2 separate regions of the Sus scrofa genome follow, and region 2 is linked to region 1. The links are chromatin contacts, called in public Hi-C maps. All regions are on one chromosome and are shown on one strand. Each heading gives the region's core, a stretch centred on a gene start, on an enhancer-like site or on the middle of the called end of the contact. The rest is flanking DNA. Distances are from core to core; before and after follow the strand shown.

Region 1 (2,700 bases), core at 67-2,566:
GTGATCGTATTCTTAAAATGTTTACCTCCTCCTTTGCATCAGTCCTCTTGAGGCTCGTTCCTTAGAAATGTTACAGCAATTCCACGTAAACTCCGTAAGGAAAGTAGTGAAACGTGGAGAGAGGAAAGGAGGTCCCCCACCTCCTCAGATGTCAAGACCCACTTACGTTCCTTTTTTTCTTACTTAGGGCCCCTGTTTAAATGCCCGTTATGCCCGCCCACTAGGGAAACAGTCATCACGCCTTTAAACCACAGGTCCTGTCTCCTACCTCTGCCTTCTACCCTGGGTCTCAGGTCTCTCCCCCAGTTAACCTTCCCGCCACCTCAAATCCTGGCTGGAGTTGCAAATGAAAGTCCATGTTGTTGCTTTGTCAGCACTGATCCTCACTGGGAAGGGGTTAATCATTTAGATGATGAGTGAAGGTTGCCAATATTTGTGACATGAAGCAACAAAAAACCTTACCATAGAGCTATCCATATAAGAAAACTTTCTTTTCCCTTTTTCTTTTTTTTTGTCTTTTTGCTGTTTCTTTGGGCCACTCCCGCGGCATATGGAGGTTCCCAGGCTAGGGGTCTAATCGGAGCTGTAGCCACCGGCCTACGCCACAGCCACAGCAACGTGGGATCCGAGCTGCGTCTGCAACCTACACCACAGCTCACGGCAACGCCAGATCGTTAACCCACTGAGCAAGGGCAGGGACCGAACCCGCAACCTCATGGTTCCTAGTCGGATTCGTTCACCCCTGTGCCACGACGGGAACTCCTCTTTTCCCTTTTTCCACTCAAGAAAACTCAGTTTCCTCCTTGACAGAGAGGGCCTGGAGGGAGACGGACAGGGTATCTGCCTCTAGGGAGAGCTTTCGAAGGTCTGTCGTGGCAGGCTAAGGTCTCCATCTTGAGGAGTTTTCATGAATTGCCTTAAAGACTATTTTTATCATCATCGTTTTTTAACCTCTTTTTTTCCTAGACAAAATTGGGTTGAAGAAAATTGGATAAGGAATTCCCTTGTGGCCAAGAGGGTTAAAGATCTGGCATTGTTACTGTAACAGCTTGAGTCATTGCTGTGGCTCAGGTTCAGTCCCTGGCCCAGGAGCTTCCACATGTCATGGGTGCAGCCAAAAAAAGAAAAGAAAATTGGATAGTATTGGTATAACTGATTATTAGTATGACAAGCCAGATAACATAGTTATTTTAAGACATGCTTTTCTGTTTTAAGAACACGCTGTGCTACAGAAGTGATTCTTAGCCTCTGTGGAGCATCGGGGGTGTGGTGGGGGCCAGGCTCAGAATCGCCCTCACCCGCATCCCCCTGCTGACGCTCTCTGTCTGTGAGGGGGGCAGTTTCTGATGGAGGGGAGGGCACTGCCAGGACTGACACGTCATCCAGGACTGAGCCGTGCACTCGAGGTTTTTAAATGCTCTCACAGAAGTGCCCATATCTCAACTTCATACATGTTCCCAACCCAGAGGAGGGACTCAGCGCTTGTCGGCACAGAGCTGAACACAAGGCACCCAGTGACTAGGAGGTCTGTAGTTTCAAAGCATTTACATGACAACTTGAAACTTTCATTTAACGACCTTCTGTATCTTTATAACTGGGAGACATTCTTACCCCAGACACAGTAGTATGACATAAAACAGGCAGTCTGGTGTTACTGGTCTGTGTTTCTGTGGAATAAATACATTGGTTATAACCATTTATCACACTGTTCAAAAACCCTTCCTGAGTGTGCCTTCTTCCCTCCCTTTATAAGAGCAGAACTTGTAAAGAGGGGTCGTAGCCCTGCCAGGCGCCTTGCTGAGTGGCCGCCGTGCTCTCGGAGCACAGGGCCCTGCCCTCCGTGGCTCTCCCGTCCTGGACGTGCTGGCTTCCAGGCTTGTGTGCACTCCCCCGGGCTCCTGCCCTTTGGAACCCTTCAAGAGGTTTCTCACAGAAGCTTCCACCGAGCAGGTTATTGGCTCCCTTTCGGTGTCTGTCAGGTGATAACACAGTCACTTTGCAGTTCATTGTCATGCACACATTCTGTTCCATGGGGAATTTCCATCCCCCCCACCACTGCCACCGCCCCACCTGCTCCCACACCCTGCGTAATGGCCAGACACATGAGCGAGGGCCCAGGCTTTAACTCGCGGGCCTTTGTATTCACTGGGTACCCACCGCGTTCAGCCAGCAAACGTTTGCTGAGTTCCTGCTGTGTGTTGGGCACTGTGCCGGATGTTGGGGACATGCTATAAGTGAGATGTGATCATGCCCTCAGGAGCACACTGTCCCGTTGAAACTTTGCTAATACAATATTGTAAGTCAACTAGATGTCAATAAAAAAAAAAGGTTGGGGGGACTTTGAAACTCCTTCCCATCCAGAGATCTTGAAAGCAGCATGACTTCAGGTATTAAAGGGGGCCTGTACCTTCGAGGAGCCGGCCATGCTACAGTCCCTGGTGAGACCGGCCTACCAGGGTCAGAACCGGGAAACTAGTGCTCTCCTGTCAGCTGCAGGTCCCTCTCCACGGGCTGGGCCAGTCTATTTGTAACCTGATCTCAGAAGTGTCTTCCCGTCACCTTGAGCCACATTCTGTTTGTTGGGAGGAGTTGCCAGGTTCAGCCCCCACTCCCGGGAGTGACTGTGTACCACATGAGGCCGGGGTAGGGAATAGGGTCACAGGGGCCCATCTTGGCAGCTGCCTGGTTGGTTTGTTTTGG
Region 2 (2,700 bases), core at 97-2,596, 780 kb before region 1:
TAGCAAGTTCCTGTCTTCTTGGGAAGAAGTCCAATGCAGCTGTCAGAATCATGAATGAGAGTGGACCCTGACCTGGGTCATGGATGTGAATTGGTTGTCCTTGCACCACCCGCACTGAGCAACTGGCCTGCACCAGCCTTTCCAGCTTGTCCTTGGGAACATGCCTCACTATGACCACCAGGGGGCGGCAAAGGCCAGTGATGTGGCGCAAGGCCCAGCTCTCTGCCGAGAAATCAAGTGAAAACTCTTTTCGTGTTTTTGTTTTTGTTTCTAAAAAACAGAATCGGCCCAGGTCGAAGCCCTGAGCACCAAGAGTTCAAGGCAGCTGAATGAAGACAGAGGTCCAAGTAGCTATTATAAAAATGCAGCTTCTACTTTTAGGTGACAGAGATCAGGATGTTTGCTGGGGATTATTGGTCTAAAACTGAGAATCTTAACTTTGCAGGTGCCTCTGGTCGTCTGGGGCAGCCGTAAACCTGTGTAGAAGTAGTAGTTTTTTGCCTTTTTTTTTTTTTCCTTCGGTCTCACCTGCAGCATATGAAGTTCCTGGGCCAGGGATCGAACCCATGCCACAGCAGTGACCCAAGCTGCTGCAGTGACAATGCCAGAGCCCTAATGTGCTGCACCACAAGGGAACTCCCTAGAAGGAGTATTTTTAACTGCACAAAAGGAAATGCAGAGGATTACAAAAGAAACCAATCATGCTGGAAATGCAGTTATCAAATTATGGGGGGAACATGTTAGGTGATGTTTCTTCATTAACAGCTCAAGGAACAAGATGGCAGGCCCACCGCTGGAATTTTGAAGCGGTGATGGACATATGGGGTAATTTTGAGATTTCAGGAAGGACCGCAGTGTGACATGAAAACATCTGTGCTTTCTTTGGGCAGCCACGAAGTCCCCGGGTCTGCTGACACGTCACAGCTTCTTCCCTGCCTTCATGCCAGAAGGAAATGCTCAATTTCACTGTGAGGCTATGAAAATTCAAATGTAAATTTTTCCCCAGTGGATTCCACGGACCCTCTGAATTTTCTCCACAAACCTCAAGGCGCCTGTGAACCACAAGCGAGGATCTCTAGGAGAATCAGAGGCAGAGGGTCCCAGACCCCACTGGGCCCTGCTCATGCCTCCTGCCTCCGGAGAAGCCACCCAGGACGACCCGTGTGACTGTCACTGGTGGTGTTGTTTTTTCTCCCCTGGACGGTTTCTGGACCCCGTAGCGGGGCTTATGAGACACTGAGGACCTGCCAGGAGGATAATCGGCTGGGACAGTCTTGGCAGCTGCCTGAAGGGCTTGCTGTTAGCACCCTGTCAGCCACAGGATGAAAGCTTGGTGTGCCTGCCAGTTTGTGCCCAAATAACAGCTCTTGGGAAGGGGCACATGCCCTGGAGGCTCCCAGGAGACTGGCAGGGCGCCCCGAGGCTGAGGGCCTCCTCCCGAGGGCCCACCTCACCTCCCCAGGGCCCCCAGCTGAGTCCAAGACACTGCCTGGCCATTTCTCCCAGGACCGGTGGGCAGAGGCACCAGTGTCTGAGAAGAAGCTATCTGGGAACCCTGGGGGGCAGCGAGGTGTGGCCACAGGGCTCTGCAGAGCACTTACTGTGGGCAGTGCCAGGCACCTCTGTGCCATGTATCATATATCCTGTAATTGTCACCCCTCCTCCGCTCTCAGCGTTTATTTTATTTTATTTATTTATTGATTTTGCTTTTTAAAGCCACACCTGCAGCATATGGAGGTTCCCAGGCTGGGGTCAAACTGGAGCTGTAGCCCCCGGCCAACGCCAGAGCCACAGCAACGCCAGATCTGAGCTGCATCTTCGGCCTACACCACAGCTCATGGCAACACCAGATCCTTAACCCACTGAGGGGGCGGGTGCAGGGATTGAACCTGCATACCCTTGGATACTAGTTGGGTTTGTTGCCACTGCGCCACAATGGGAATTTGATAGGCATTTTATAGGTGGGAGCCAGGAGCCCTGGTTTCCAGGCTGCTTCTGGCACTGTGGCAAGTCCCTCTCTCTTTCAAGCCTCATTTCTGCATCTGCACACGATGGGCCGCCAGCCCTCCCGGCTCCTACCTGCCCCAAACAGTGGCGTGTTCCAGGCCAGCCCTGCCCTGCGGTTCTGCCCCGCCCTGCCCCACCTTCCAGAAGGTTCCTCAGACACTACTTCACACACGAAAAGCAGCACACACTGTGGGCAGCCTGTGTCAGAGCAGAGGCAGATCAGGCCCCACTGGCAGGAGCCCAAAGCAAGCAGGACTGCAGAACTGTTCCGGAGCCCTAGACAAAATCACCAATCTGAGTCCCCAAAGAACCCCGGGCCAGGCTGTTGACACTGGCTGACCCTCCACCCGGCCGAGTAAATTCTCAGACTTCCCAGGAGTGTCCCGGCAGGGGTCAGAGAAGGAGGGATCTGGTTCTCTCCTCGCGACAGACAGGCTGTGGCTGGATTAAAACCTCGGAGCCACAGCAGGGAGGCGGCCCCCCAGCGCGCCCGTCCCAGGAGAGGCCGCCACGCTGCACTTGTGACCACAGCCGCCGCCTCCGGCCAAGACATGACCCAGCTTTCCTGACAAGAGACATAACCCAGCAGCTAATGGCCTGGCCGAGGCTCTGCCACAAATCCCCGGGCATGTACCCCACCAGGCACACGCTCCCCGGGAACCTTTTCAAAAATCTCACTGAGATGCCCTAAGT

What was found. Hi-C and Micro-C count contacts between places; a contact is called where the count stands out from the background.
Region 2: a contact with region 1 is called in a Hi-C map of fetal skeletal muscle, with 3 times the contacts expected there. The contact joins two enhancer-like sites. A contact is called at or near these places in 7 of 47 Hi-C or Micro-C datasets (embryonic fibroblasts, fetal skeletal muscle, heart right ventricle and 4 more) and 1 of 2 datasets of contacts at active chromatin or transcription factors (skeletal muscle).

Annotation. Positions count from the first base shown.
Region 1 is chr7:112,058,272-112,060,971 of Sscrofa11.1, reverse strand. All of the region lies in intron 7 of NRDE2 (protein NRDE2 homolog), which reads left to right. Among named protein-coding and RNA genes, the nearest start is that of NRDE2, 31 kb to the left of the region's middle. Within about 2 kb of position 1,316, at least 9 of the 83 cell types and tissues checked have an H3K27ac peak or open chromatin away from gene starts, as enhancers often do. A contact at or near this core is called in skeletal muscle, where this site is marked.
Region 2 is chr7:112,838,122-112,840,821 of Sscrofa11.1, reverse strand. It overlaps C7H14orf159 (UPF0317 protein C14orf159 homolog, mitochondrial), which reads right to left. Exons shown (of 20, transcript XM_021100082.1): 8 at 1,112-1,244; 9 at 73-310. Among named protein-coding and RNA genes, the nearest start is that of GPR68, 65 kb to the left of the region's middle. Within about 2 kb of position 1,346, at least 21 of the 83 cell types and tissues checked have an H3K27ac peak or open chromatin away from gene starts, as enhancers often do. A contact at or near this core is called in skeletal muscle, where this site is marked.